Linked DNA regions of Triticum aestivum: region 2 is linked to region 1. A link is a contact called in public Hi-C data. All regions are on one chromosome and are shown on one strand. The core of a region is the stretch at or near the end of the contact, and the rest is flanking DNA. Distances in the headings are between cores, read along the strand shown.

Evidence for each region. A called contact is a pair of places that touch in the nucleus more often than the background predicts.
Region 2: a contact with region 1 is called in a Hi-C map of leaf, with 4 times the contacts expected there. The contact joins the promoter of LOC123180227 here to the enhancer-like site in region 1. A contact is called at or near these places in 2 of 5 Hi-C or Micro-C datasets (both in leaf).

The regions. Positions count from the first base shown.
Region 1 is chr1D:52,429,358-52,436,331 of IWGSC CS RefSeq v2.1, forward strand. No RefSeq gene overlaps it. Among protein-coding and RNA genes, the nearest start is that of LOC123180225, 15 kb to the right of the region's middle. Within about 2 kb of position 3,599, at least 6 of the 8 cell types and tissues checked have an H3K27ac peak or open chromatin away from gene starts, as enhancers often do. A contact at or near this core is called in leaf, where this site is marked.
Region 2 is chr1D:52,627,000-52,633,973 of IWGSC CS RefSeq v2.1, forward strand. LOC123180227 (dihydrolipoyl dehydrogenase 1, mitochondrial) reads left to right here and starts at 3,506. Exons shown (of 2, transcript XM_044592209.1): 1 at 3,506-3,875; 2 at 5,986-6,974. The coding sequence starts at 3,609. It overlaps LOC123180226 (hydroxyproline O-galactosyltransferase GALT3), which reads left to right. Exons shown (of 7, transcript XM_044592208.1): 2 at 226-475; 3 at 560-835; 4 at 1,804-1,932; 5 at 2,254-2,430; 6 at 2,507-2,614; 7 at 2,710-3,196. The coding sequence ends at 2,916.

The sequences.
Region 1 (6,974 bases), core at 2,349-4,848:
TCTACGTACCCTTGCAGACCATAAGTAGAAGCGTTTGACAACGCGGTTGATGTAGTCAAACTTCTAGCTCCGACCGATCAAGCACCGAACGTACGGCACCTCCGAGTTCTGCACACGTTCAGCGCGATGACGTCCTTTCGCCTTCTTGATCCAGCAAGGTGTCGAGGAAGTAGATGAGTTCAGTCAACACGATGGCGTGGTGACGGTGATGGTGAAGTGATCGGCGCAGGGCTTCGCCTAAGCACCGCGAGAATATGACCGGGGTGTAAATTGTGGAGGGGGGCACCGCACACGGCTAACAATTGATGTTGTGTGTTCTAAGCGCCCCCCTCCTCATATATATAGGTGGGAGGGAGAGAGGAGAGGCCAAGGGGCGCCCGAAGTGGGGCCGAATCCCACTTGGGCTCCTGCCCTGGTTCCCCCCCCCCCTTCCTTGTATAGGCGCCAGGGGAAGGAAGGGGGAGGTGGCGCCCCCCACCCCCCTTCCTTTGTCCCCTGAGGAGGGTAAGGAAGGAGGGACTTGCCCTCCCCCCTTTCCTTTCCCTAGGGCTGGCCGGCCTGGTGGAGGAGCGCACCAGCCCCTTGTGGGCCGGTCTGTCCCCCCCTTGGCCCAATAAGCCCATATCTTTGCCGGGGGTGCCCGGAACCCCTTTCGGTGACCCTATATGTACCCGGTATCCTCCGGAACACTTCCGGTGTCCGAATACCATCGTCCTATATATCAAACTTTACCTCTCGACCATTTCGCGACTCCTCGTCATGTCCGTGATCTCATCCGGGACTCCAAACAACATTCGATCACCAAATCACATAACTCATATAATACTATATCGTCATCGAACGTTAAGAGTGCGAACCCTACGGGTTCAAGAACTATGTAGACATGACCGAGGCACCTCTCTGGTCAATAACCAATAACGGAACCTGGATGCCCATATTGGCTCCTACATATTCTACGAAGATCTTTATCGGTCGAACCGTTATGACAACATACGTAATTTCCTTTGTCCATTGGTATGTTACTTGCCCGAGATTCGATCGTCGGTATCTTCATACCTAGTTCAATCTCGTTACCGACAAGTCTCGTTACTCGTTCCATAATACATCATCCTGCAACTAACTCATTAGTCACTTTGCTTGCAAGGCTTCTTATGATGTGTATTACCGAGAGGGCGTAGAGATACCTCTCCGATACTCGGAGGGACAAATCCTCATCTCGATCTATGCCAACCCAACAAACACCTTCGGAGATACCTATAGAGCATCTTTATAATCACCCAGTTACGTTGTGACGTTTGATAGCACAAAAGGCATTCCTCCGGTATCCGGGAATTGCATAATCTCATAGTCGAAGGAATAAGTATTTGACATGAAGAAAGCAATATCAATAAAACTGAACGATCAATATGCTATTCTAACGGATGGGTCTTGTTCATCACATCATTCTCCTAATGATGTGATACCGTTCATCAAATGAAAACACATGTCTATGGTTGGGAAACTTAACCATCTTTGATTAACGAACTAGTCTAGTAGAGGCTTACTAGGGACACGGTGTTTTGTCTATGTATCCACACATGTATCAAGTTTTCGGTTAATACAATTCTAGCATGAATAATAAACATTTATCATGATATAAGAAAATATAAAATAACAACTTTATTATTGCCTCTAGGGCATATTTCCTTCATGTAGAGCACCTTTATGATCACCTAGTTACGAAGTGACGTTTGATAGCACATAAGGTATTCCACCGGTATCCGGGAGTTGCATGATCTCATGGTCGAAGGAATGTGTATTTGACATTAAGAAAGCTATAGCACATAAACTAAACGATCTGATGCTAAGGTTATGGTTGGGTCTTGTCCATCACATCATTCTACCATTGATGTGATCCTGTTATCAAATGACAACTCGTGTCTATGGTTAGGAAACCTCAACCATCTTTGACACGGTGTAGTTTATGTATTCACACATGTATTTAAGTTTCGGTCAATACAACTCTAGCATGAACAATAAACTATCATGAACGGAAATATGATAATAACGATTTTATTATTGCCTCTAGGGCATATTTCCAACATCTCGGACTCCTCCATGACAGCCCGCACCGGCCGCTCCTCCTTTTCAGTCGTCATGGTGGAAGCTGTCGGTGGTGGCAGTGACGGGGAGACAGAGGGCATCGGCGTCAGGCCGCACACTCTGGGTGGGCTATCCTCGCGCACACGCGAAGCGCGGGGCGGGCTACAAGCATGGCCGACAAAGTAGGTTTGCTAGCACATGTCGTGCTCGTCATGGGACAAAGTGTCCTAGAGTGCCGAGTCGATGTCGTAGCGCCGGTCGGCGAGGTACTGGCGCGGGATGTGGGCGCACCAGTGGGTGATCTCTTCCAGGCGGGCGCGGCCGATGCCACCCATTGAGGAGGTGGACATCGGACCACGGCAACGGAGTGCCGACGTCCACCTTGACGTATGGTCGGAAGTGTTGAAATATATTGCCCACCTCCCTTCATCAGTTCGGACTTTTGGAGCAACCGGTCGGTGCATGAATTCAATATGGTATCCGAGCCAAGATGTCTTGAGTCAAGACCCTGCCAACGCAGTATTAAATAAAACGATTCTGCGGCCTACATCGATCCCACGTCTAAGGACTAAAATAGTCTAGACGTGAGAGGGAGTGTTGAAATATATTGCCCACCTCCCTTCATCAGTTCGGAGTTTTGGAGCAACTGGTCGGTGCATGAATTCAATAGGAAGTGCGCCGGAGCCGCCGGAGGGGAGATCATGAATGCCGCCGCCGGCGTGGAGTTCGTGGTCACGCTTCCCGACGAGGCGGACGACGAGCCTACCTCATGGTCGTGTTAATTTGCCCTTCTTGCCCGGCACCCACTTCCAGAAGCCCATCGCGACGGCCGGCGGTGAGTGAGGTGGGGCGGCGCGGCTAGGGTTTGGTGTCGGGCATGGAGGGAACAATGTAGTGAGGACGGTGTGGGGAAGTGAAAGTGGACCGGCCAGTCCACGGCTTCGTCATAAAAAAGGACGCGGCCGGACCGGCTGGGTGGCTGACTGGCAGATGTACTAATCTATTGAGCGATATTGTCTTCTTTTCTCTTCTAGTGGTAGTACGTGGTGATATGCTGCTTTATACAATTGTCCTCGAAGTCGTCCATGATTATTCATGCCACCAACCGAAAGTCACCCATGATTCAATCAGCTGTGTTGATCTTCTAAATAACTTAGCTTGGCTACCAAGCACTAATCCTACTAAATGGATAATGCTGTTGTTGGCTAAAACTACTGCTAATCGTACACAAAGTGGTGATAATCATAGCATAAGTAAAGTACTCCCTCCGTTCCTAAATATAAGTCTTTGTAGAGATTTCACTATAAACTACGTACGGATGTATATAGATGCATTTAGAGTGTATATTCATTCATTTTGCTTGTCTATAGTGAAATCTTCTTAAAAATTTATATTTAGGAACGGAGGGAGTAGATGTGAGCGTGCATGAACTGATGCCACGAGGTTGGAATCGTCAACGTCAGTCAGCATGGATAAATAGATGGCTGCCTACGTGGACGTCGCTATCTCCTGGGCCGAGGGGGTCCCACCTGCGGGCCTGCGTGTGGGCCCGGCGGCCCAGCCGCGCGGCACGGCATAGGTCGATTTCCGTCGAAGAAAACTGGCGTGCGGCGCGCGTCCACGTCCTCCATGAAGCGTGTGTTGGTCTCGACGGATAGGCGGCAGGTCCCTGTACCTCATTTGGCCGCTTTCAATCGTATACAAAAATTCCTGCCAGGACGTCTCGCACAACACATGCATGGATGGCGGCCTCGCCGTCGCCACCTTCGTGAGATGGCAATGGCAGCTAGCTTCGCCGACATCACCAGATGAGAGAGTGAGTGAGCTCCCCCGACTACCGGATAATGTAATGCAATACACACACATGACGGTCCAAGTGTTAAAATGCCGTGCCAGATGACAAATTTCCAAATCCACCAGGATTTCAACAGGTTCCACGCAACATCATGCGTGACACTGGCTTGAATGAATTGCCATTGATGCACCTCTGCATGAGTTGTATGGAGCAGTGGTGCGATTTTCAGAGAAGTGATAATTTGGACCTACTAGCCTAGGAATGTGCAAGCAAGCTAGAAACGGGCTAGGCGTCGCTTTCGTGCCGGGCGGTGCGGAGTCGCTGTCCGCGTAATTCCATGCGAAGGAAGGAAAGCAAGGAGCGGGGGAGTGATGGCCGGTCAGTGGACTTTGTGGATTTTTTTCCCTCTTCCTTTTCTTCGAGAAATTATCACATGGAATTACAGTTTCAGTGGAAACCGATGAAAACCACAAGGAAACGATGTTTTAAAGTTTCGAAAAAATCTAAAAAAAATGAGACGTTAAGAGTGTGATTGTGACGCCCGGATAGTTAGGCTACAGTAATCCCACGTTAATGATGCCACGTCACCTCGATTACTGTTGCTAATCTCGCGTTAGTTCGAAACCGGTTCGAATTCAAATTTAAAATCAAGCAAACAATAAAATATTTTCAAATATTAAAACTAAAATGTTGGGGTGTTGCCAAATAATGCATAGGTAATTATTGTACAGAAACCACAATTTTATAAAAGGTTTAAGTGCACTAAAAGATTTAAAACAGCAGCAAAACATTTAACTAACTACCCTTTTCAAATTGATAAAATATTAAACTATTTTGTTTTAGTTGCGGAGCTAATTGTGGTAGTGGCATAATTATTAATGCTCTTTTAGGTACAACTTTTGTATTCTATAAAAGCTAAAATTAAATAAAATAGAAAAGAAAATTAAATAAAAAGAAAAGACAAAACTGTAAACAAAAACAAAAATAAAAACAAAAGGCAAACTCCCTCCGCCTGGGCTGTTTGGCTCAACTGGGCACCCAGCTGGTCGGCCCACCCCTTGGGCTATACCCCCTCACCCCCACTACGTGACCTAGCCCACACCCCATACCCCCCCCCCCCCCCCCGAAATATCTCCCCCCTCTCCCCCGATTGGATCGGGATCGAGAGGAGGAGACCGCTGGACGCCGCCGCCCGGAGCGCGGCCTCGCCGGAGCTTCCCCCGCCGGACTGCCTCCTCCTCTTCAACGGCTTGCCTCCTCTTCGTCCCCGACGTCCTCCTCGACCCCCGCTGCCCGAACCCCTAGTGCCCCAGTGAGCCTCCGCCTCGCTCCTCCCCTCCCCTCTGCCCCGCGCTCGCGCGCCCTGCGCTCGTCGCCGCGGCCATCGCACGCGTGCGCCCCGTGCACGCCCGCCGTCGCGCTCCGCTCCTGCCTCTAGCTGCATCTCCCGCCGAGCCCCCGCTCCTGCTGCACCCCGCAGCAACCCCCGCCGCTTTTGCCTTCCTCTAGCGCGCGCTGCCGCCTCCCCACAGGTACCGCAGCCCGCGCCCCCGCCCTCCTTGCCCCGCCGATGGCCCCGCTCCGGCCGCCACCGCGCGGGTGCTGTCCGCCGGCCTCGCCGGGCCTTGCCAGCCGCTGCCACTGCTGCTGCCCAGCATCGCCCCGCTGCGCCTCGCGCCCCTCCTGGCCTTCCCCTTGTTTCTCCTCCCTCGCCGCTACTGCCGGCGACCGCGCCCGCGAGTCCGTGCGACCGCTGTGCCCCGCGCCCACTCCACCGACCCCCTGCGCTCCGGTCGGCCTCGTCTGGCCACGCCGCGTCGCCCCGCTCCGGCCATGGCGGCCGGCGCCGAGCCACGCGTCGGCGCCCTTCGCCTCCTGGCCGTGGTGCCCTATCGGGCGGGCTAGCACGCGACGCCCGGCTCCGCCCAGCGCCCGCGCGCCCGCTAACCCGCCCCGGTTTGGCCCTTTAGGCCACTGCCAAAAGTGGCCCGCCCAGAACGTTTTTAGATAAAAAATAAAAAATAAATAAATTTAATTAATCAATTAACTAAATTAATTAAGTTAAATAATCCTATTTAATTAATCTAATTAACCTGTTAGTTTAATTAAACAGTAATTAGTTTAACCTAAACCCTAATTAACCTAACAGTGTATGACAAGTGGGTCCCACTAGGCCCACACATCAGTTTGACCAGTCAACACCTCTGTTGACTGCTGACGTCATGCTGACGTCAGCAAACACTGTTCTGGATAATGTTGTTTTAAAATAATTAAATAAATCCTAAAATGATTTAAATCTTTTAAAATTAATATAAAATAAACCGTAGCTCGGATGGGAAAACTTTGTACATGAAAGTTGCTCGGAACGACGAGACGAATCCGAATACGCAGTCTGTTCATCCGCCACACATCCCTAGCATAGCGAATACGCAACTTTCCTCCTCCAGTTCATCTGTCCGAAAACGCAAAACCCTGGGAATACTTTCCCGGATGTTCCCCCTTCGCCGGTATCACCTATCCCTGCGATAGGTCACCCCTAGCACAACGTATTGCCGCATCTTGCTTTGTGTTACATTTGATTGCTATGTTATTTACTGTGTTCCCCCTCCGTTACTTCTTTCCGGTAGGCTCCGAGACCGTTGCCGATACCCTTGTGATCTACTACATCAACGACGGCCCCTCCTTCTCGGCTGAGCTTCCAGGCAAGCCCCCCCCCCCTTGATCACCAGATATCGCCTATTCCTTCTCTATACTGCTTGCATTAGAGTAGTGTAGCATGTTACTGCTTTCGGTTAATCTTATTCTGATGCATAGCCTATCATTGTTGCTACAGTTGTTACCCTTACCTGCTATCCTACTGATTAGTATAGGATGCTAGTGTTCCATCAGTGGCCCTACACTCTTGTCCGTCTGCCATGCTATACTACTGGGCCGTGATCACTTCGGGAGGTGATCACGGGCATACGCTACATACTTTATACTGTTACATTACTTATGATATTGTTCGGAGATGGGGGCTGAAGGGGCAGGTGGCTCCATCCCGGTAGAGGTGGGCCTGGGTTCCCGACGGCCCCCGACTGTTACTTTGTGGCGGAGC
Region 2 (6,974 bases), core at 2,256-4,755, 200 kb after region 1:
CTTGCTTGGACCCATGGTAGATTGCATGGAGTTGTGTTGACAGTCTTGTACTTGCGTTGACCATCCATGTGGATGCCATGTAGGACTTAAGTGGGCCTCCGGTATAATTTAGCCATTCCCTCAACAAATAAAAATATATCTGTATGTATTATTTGAATTATGTAATATTTTTCTTGTTCTTATAGTTTCTGGTGGTTATGATAAAACAAAATTTCTTTTGATCAGTCCGGTCGATGCCCTTGTTCGTTGCAATCAGCAAGTGAGTGTGAATACCATTCAGGGGAGTAGCAACACCACACAGAATGTTAGTGCGAACCAGCCTGAAGATGAAAAGAGGCTCAAAGGACGTGCACATTTCAGTGGCAGCACTGCAATTGTCGAAGGAGAACCTTTTACAGCAACACTGTGGGCTGGTGCTGAGGGGTTCCATTTGACAGTAAATGGGAGGCACGAGACATCGTTTGCATACAGAGAGGTAAGCTTACGCTAAGTGACAAGACTGCATTCATAAATGTTCATGAGTATTGGATAATTATGAATGCTGTTAGGTTTTTGATAGAGGTTGGAGCCATGGTCAGTAGCAGAAGTCAAGGTCTCTGGGGATTTGGAGCTCCTATCAATCTTGGCTAATGGATTGCCAGTTTCAGAAGATGTAGACATGGCTAGTGTTGAGCTTCTGAAGGCCCCACCTGTTCCAAAGAAGCGGATTTTTCTTCTTGTTGGTGTTTTCTCTACTGGAAACAACTTCAAGCGCCGGATGGCTTTGAGACGAACATGGATGCAATATGAGTCTGTCCGCTCAGGCGAAGTAGCTGTGCGGTTTTTCACTGGCCTTGTAAGCTTACTTCAATCGCCTTGAGTGCAGTTACAGTTTTTCAGATTCTTTCTTTTGCATCAATATTTCTGTTCAGTTGTGATTGCTTATTGGATTGAGCGACACTTGCTTATTACTTGGATCTTCCTAATCCTAATTGCTTTTCCAGTTTCCTGTAGCAGTTATTATATCTACACAGACTAGCTTCTACGTAGTAGTATGTGAACACCAATTCCATTCAAGAGGGTACCATTTTGGGAGAGACTGACCATGTTTCTTCATAATATGAATATTAGATGAAGCAACATCACAGTGTATAACTTGCTAAATTTTTGTTTTGGATTGAGGAACATTTAGTTACTATATCCACACGTTTTGACAGATGGGTTTTCACTTAGTTGCTTACATAGTTACTGTGTGAAAAAGTTTTAAAGAAAGGGGAAGATAATGGAATAAGTTTTGGGAGTCAATCCTGTGTAGGAATGTTTTGGACCTAAGATGCAAATAGACCCTTACACTGCTTCTTATTGGACAACTACTTCTCGCCATACTAATACACCAATGAATAGATTATGCAATTTATATATTAATTACTTTCCATGTTAAAGAAATATATATTTCACTGTTTCCTACCTCTTACATTTGAAGTAGGCTTATATAGCCTTAACAATCCAGCTAGCACCTTGTTCAGTAGTTGTTGCAGATAAATTTTAAAATGCCGAAAGGTTACTAAAATTCCAGCTATATCCCAACAATGCAGATCTTCTTTTTCCTTGGTTTTGTTTTATTCATGGCAATCGTGAAGCTTAAATTAGCACTGGGTAATCAAGGTGAATTTCTGCGAAGAATAGCAAGACAATGTTAAATTGAAGGAACAAATATTTTTTAAGCTCTTTTTTCATCCATGACAAATAAGGTGCTCAAGTGTTACTATGACCTAGTACTAGTTTCATCCAATGTGATCGTCATTTTTTCGACCTCAAATGCAGCATAAGAATGAGCAGGTCAATATGGAATTATGGAGAGAAGCTCAGCTGTATGGTGATATCCAGTTTATGCCATTTGTTGACTACTATACCTTGATCACTCTAAAGACTGTTGCAATTTGTATGTTTGGGGTATGTATTCTCTTTCTGGTTTGCAGCTTATACGAACTTCATTTTCCTTGCTCTCTGTAGGGCATAACTAGATTTTTTTTAATACTCCAAAATTACCATGGTTTTTGGAAAACACACAGTTTATTAACTTATGGTATTTACTGGATACAAACACCTTTGTCATGGTTTGCTTATTATGCATGTTCTTGTATGTGTTAAGTAAACCTGAAATCACCATGGCTTTAGCACCTACTCAAATTCCAGATATGGGTTATAGGCTATATATAGTAATATATGCACATCCTGGCAACATAAACTTATATTTTGTCTACAAATTTGCAGACCAAAATTATGCCTGCAAAGTACATCATGAAAACAGATGACGATGCTTTTGTTAGGATTGATGAAGTCATCTCTAGCCTGAAGAAGGCCAACCCCCATGGTCTCTTGTATGGTCTTATGTCTTTCCAGTCTTCACCACACAGAGACAAGGATAGCAAGTGGTTTATCAGTCCAAAGGTATGGCATGTTTCCAGTTACCCTGCCCTGCACACGTTCATTCTCAGGCTGCTTTTCTTACCCTTGAGGAACACAGGAATGGCCTGTCGAAACATATCCGCCGTGGGCTCATGGTCCCGGATACGTAATTTCAAGGGACGTTGCTAAATTCGTGGTTCAAGGTCACCAAGAACGAACACTTCAGGTTCGAAGATAAATCAACTCGCAATACATTCGTAAACTTCTTTCTTGTGTTTACCCTTTGACAAATCTCTTGATTGATCTCGTTTGCTGCCTCAGCTATTTAGACTTGAAGACGTGGCCATGGGAATATGGATCCAGCAATACAAAGACAGTGGCCAGCAAGTGAACTATGCCAACGATGAGCGCTTCTACAACGAAGGATGCGACTCTGATTACGTCCTCGCCCACTACCAGAGCCCGAGGCTTATGATGTGCTTGTGGGAGAAGCTCCAGAAGGAATCTCAAGCAGTGTGCTGTGAATAACTCTGAATCAGTGTTAGCACGAGCCGTGCAAGGACGCGGTAGATCAGTTAGTCTTGTTGTTGTTGTTGTTGTTGGTGGTGGTGGTGGTGGTGGTATGCGTCCAGCATTTTTATGTGGGTGGGAAGTTTGTGTGTAACAGTTGTAACAACCGGCGATCATCGTTCTTTTGTTCCGATCAACGTTTTTGTTTCACGGAAGAGAGTGTTGATCCATGTATATGAATGTTGTTCTCAAATGAGACTTTGAGAGAGATTGCTAACTAGAGATCTCGAGCTTTTCATATGTTCGTTCCCAGCGATGAAGTTACGGTAAACAAACCATGCATAACTCAAGAAATTTAACTTGAACACGACAGATTTCTGAAAATGCCGTGTTTGAAACAGATTGATTGAATGAGAAGCATGCCTTGCTTTTTAGTGGTTCTGAAAGAGAAGTAGGGATAGCAAAATAAATTGACTTGTGAGGGCAGAGCCTCCCCAGGATCCCAGTGGTCTACAAGGCCATATCCATCCTCTGCAGGATTGGGTGTTCGCTGTGAGCCAGCAACATCCCTCTCGGCCCAACGTACGGCCGCACACATTCCCGCCACGTCCGGCCCCGGCCCCGGCCCGGTAGAGAACAAATAACTTTTATCGACCAGATGCCATAGGCGCTTCCCACCCTCTCCTGTCGAAGAAAGGAAACAGAGGAAGATGGCGCTGGCTATCCTGGCGAGGCGGAGGGCGGCGGAGGCGGTGGCGCGGCGGGCGCACGCCCCCGGGGCGGCGGCGCTGTCCGCGTGGAGGGCGTACGCGGCGGCGGCGGCGGCGGAGGAGAGCGACGTCGTGGTGGTCGGCGGCGGGCCGGGAGGGTACGTGGCGGCCATCAAGGCGGCCCAGCTGGGGCTCAAGACCACCTGCATCGAGAAGAGGGGCACCCTCGGCGGCACCTGCCTCAACGTCGGATGCATCCCCTCCAAGGTGATTGATTGACTGACGACGCCCTCTCCGTTTGTTTGCTGTCCCGTTCATTCGCGGCGCGATGCGAGGTGACGCCGCCGAGTGTTTCTAGATCTGTGATGCATGGCTATTAATTAGGTTCTCGTCGTTCGTTGTAGCTCATGTGTTGTTACTTTTATTAATTTATGATGTGATGATGAAGCGCCTTTTTGTGATGCATGAACTCTGGCCTTGCAGCGGGGTAGCATTTTGGGCTATATATGCAGCTAGGGTTTGAGTTCCCTTGATTAGAGGTCTTTTGCAATCTACCGCCATGATTAGAGGTCTTATGCATTATCTTTGTGGCCAAGAATTGAAATTATGTCAAATTCAGTTTTATTATGTGTTTGTAAATTTCTTGGACCGCGAGATTTGTTTGGTTTTCATTAAGCTTAGGCCACAAAGTTTGTTATTCCAACTTGCAAGCATCATCTGAGTAACTTATTTTTGTTTTTTTATAACCATTTTTTTTCCAGTTAGACTTTGTACCCTTATAATTTCTGTATACACTTGTAAGGATTTCATTTGATTTGCAATCAGTTAAATGTGTCTATTTTTAACCTTGCTAACAATATAGTACTCCCTCCATTCCACAATGTAGTGCGCATGGTTTTTTCTTGAAGTCAAACATCACAAAGTTTGACCAAGTTTATTGAGAAAATATCAACAATAATAATACAAAATAAATATAATACAGAAGTCTATCTTGTGCTTTATATATGTAGTGATATGAATTTGATAATATATACGTAGATACTTTTCTCTATAAACTTGGTTAAAGTTGATGAAGTTTGACTTCCTAAAAAATCTATATGCACCACATTATGGAACAGAGGGAATATGTCATAATTAGGTTCTTGTCGTTCGTTGTAGCTCATGTGTTGTTACCTTTCATTAATTAATGTGATGTGATTATGAGGCGCCTGTTTGTGATGCATCAACTCTGGTATTGCCGCGGGGTAGCATTTTGGACTATGCAGCTAGGCTTTGAGTTCCGTGATTATTAGAGGTCTTTTGCAATATACCGCCATGATTAGAGGTCTTTATGCGTTATCTTTGTGGCCCAGAATTGAAATTACGTCAAATTCGGTTTTATTATGTGTTTGTAAATTTCTTCCACTCTGAGATTTGGCTGGTTATCATTACCTTGGGTAATAAGGCTTATATTTGTTATTCCAACTTGTGAGCATCATCTGAGTAAATTATTTTTGTTTGCTTTATAGCTATTTTTGTTCCAGTTAGGCTTTGTACCCTTATAATTTCTGTTTACACTTGCGAGGACTTCATTTGCAATCAGTTAGATGGGTCTATTCATTTTTTTTACCTTGCTAACAATATAGTACTACTATCTGTCATAAATGGTGAAATGGGCAAAGGGTTTTCTGCAGTTTTTCCCCAAACAGTTTACCAGAATACTGTTCCTGCTAAAAAACAGTATCAAGTCTCATCTTTATGTGTGAGAGCGAAACATCTTTCTTACATGTTTATCCTTCCTATATCTTCAATATATGATTTAGGCTATATGATTCTCTCGAGTCTTATAAAATGCAAGCTAAACTTACTCTTGTTCGAGTTAAATATCTACACGGTAACTCAACTTCTCATAAGGTAGGAAGATTGGCTAGGAAGAGATGTAGTGGGGATAGATACAGAAGTTAGATGGGTAGGGATAGCAACTAGCCAACTAGAAGGGAAAGAGTTCATAAGGTAGGAACAGCAAGTCCAGTTTGTAACAGTTGGAATCATATCCTAACATACGAAGTCAACAACATAATTTGACTCCCGAGATAGGGACTCCTAATTGGGTACAAACATAGTTGGATACACTAATGCAAGGTTGGATATTACTAATATATGTCTACAACATCTTTCTTATAGGCCTATCGTTTGTATAGCTCCTACATGAAATTTATGTTGTAGCTTAGGATTCTCTTAGCATAAGATGAACATCTTTATCTGGAATCTAAGCATTTGATGTATTTCTTCTATGTGAACAAGTACACCTAGAGAATTATCTACGTTGGTGATATATCCTTGCAGATGTGCTTATTGGAAACACTTCTAACTTCCTTCAATGCTTCTGATCCACCAGGCTCTGTTGCACTCTTCTCATATGTACCATGAAGCAAAGACTTCTTTTGCACACCATGGAGTGAAAATCTCTAATCTGGAAGTGGATCTCCCAGCCATGATGGCGCAGAAAGACAAGGCCGTGGCCGGGTTAACAAAAGGAATCGAAGGCCTCTTTAAGAAGAACAAAGTGACATATGTCAAAGGCTTTGGGAAACTTACTTCCCCTTCAGAAGTTTCGGTTGATTTGGTCGATGGTGGTAACACTGTTGTCAAAGGAAAAAACATAATCATTGCCACTGGATCTGATGTAAAATCACTTCCTGGGATTACAATTGACGAGAAGAAGATTGTCTCATCCACTGGCGCCCTGTGCTTGTCAGGTATCCCAAAGAAAATGGTTGTCATTGGAGCTGGTTACATTGGCCTGGAAATGGGTTCAGTCTGGAACCGTCTTGGGACAGAGGTCACTGTTGTTGAATTTGCTCCAGACATAGTCCCATCAATGGATGGTGAAATCAGGAAGCAGTTCCAGCGCATGTTGCAGAAGCAGAAAATGAAGTTTATGCTCAAGACAAAGGTGGTCGGAGTTGATACCTCTGGAGACGGGGTGAAGCTAACACTTGAGCCTGCAGCTGGAGGTGAGCAGAGCATCCTTGAAGCAGACATCGTTCTCGTCTCTGCTGGAAGGACCCCATATACCGCCGGGCTCGGGCTGGATGCCATTGGGGTTGAGATGGACAAGGCTGGCAGGATCCTCGTCGATAAGCGGTTCATGACCAATGTGAGTGGAGTGTATGCGATCGGCGATGCCATCCCTGGGCCCATGCTTGCCCACAAAGCTGAGGAGGATGGTGTGGCATGTGTCGAGTTCCTTGCTGGCAAGGAAGGTCACGTTGACTATGATTTGGTGCCTGGTGTGGTCTACACACATCCGGAGGTGGCATCTGTCGGGAAGACGGAGGAGCAGGTGAAGGCCTCAGGAATTGCCTACCGAGTCGGCAAATTCCC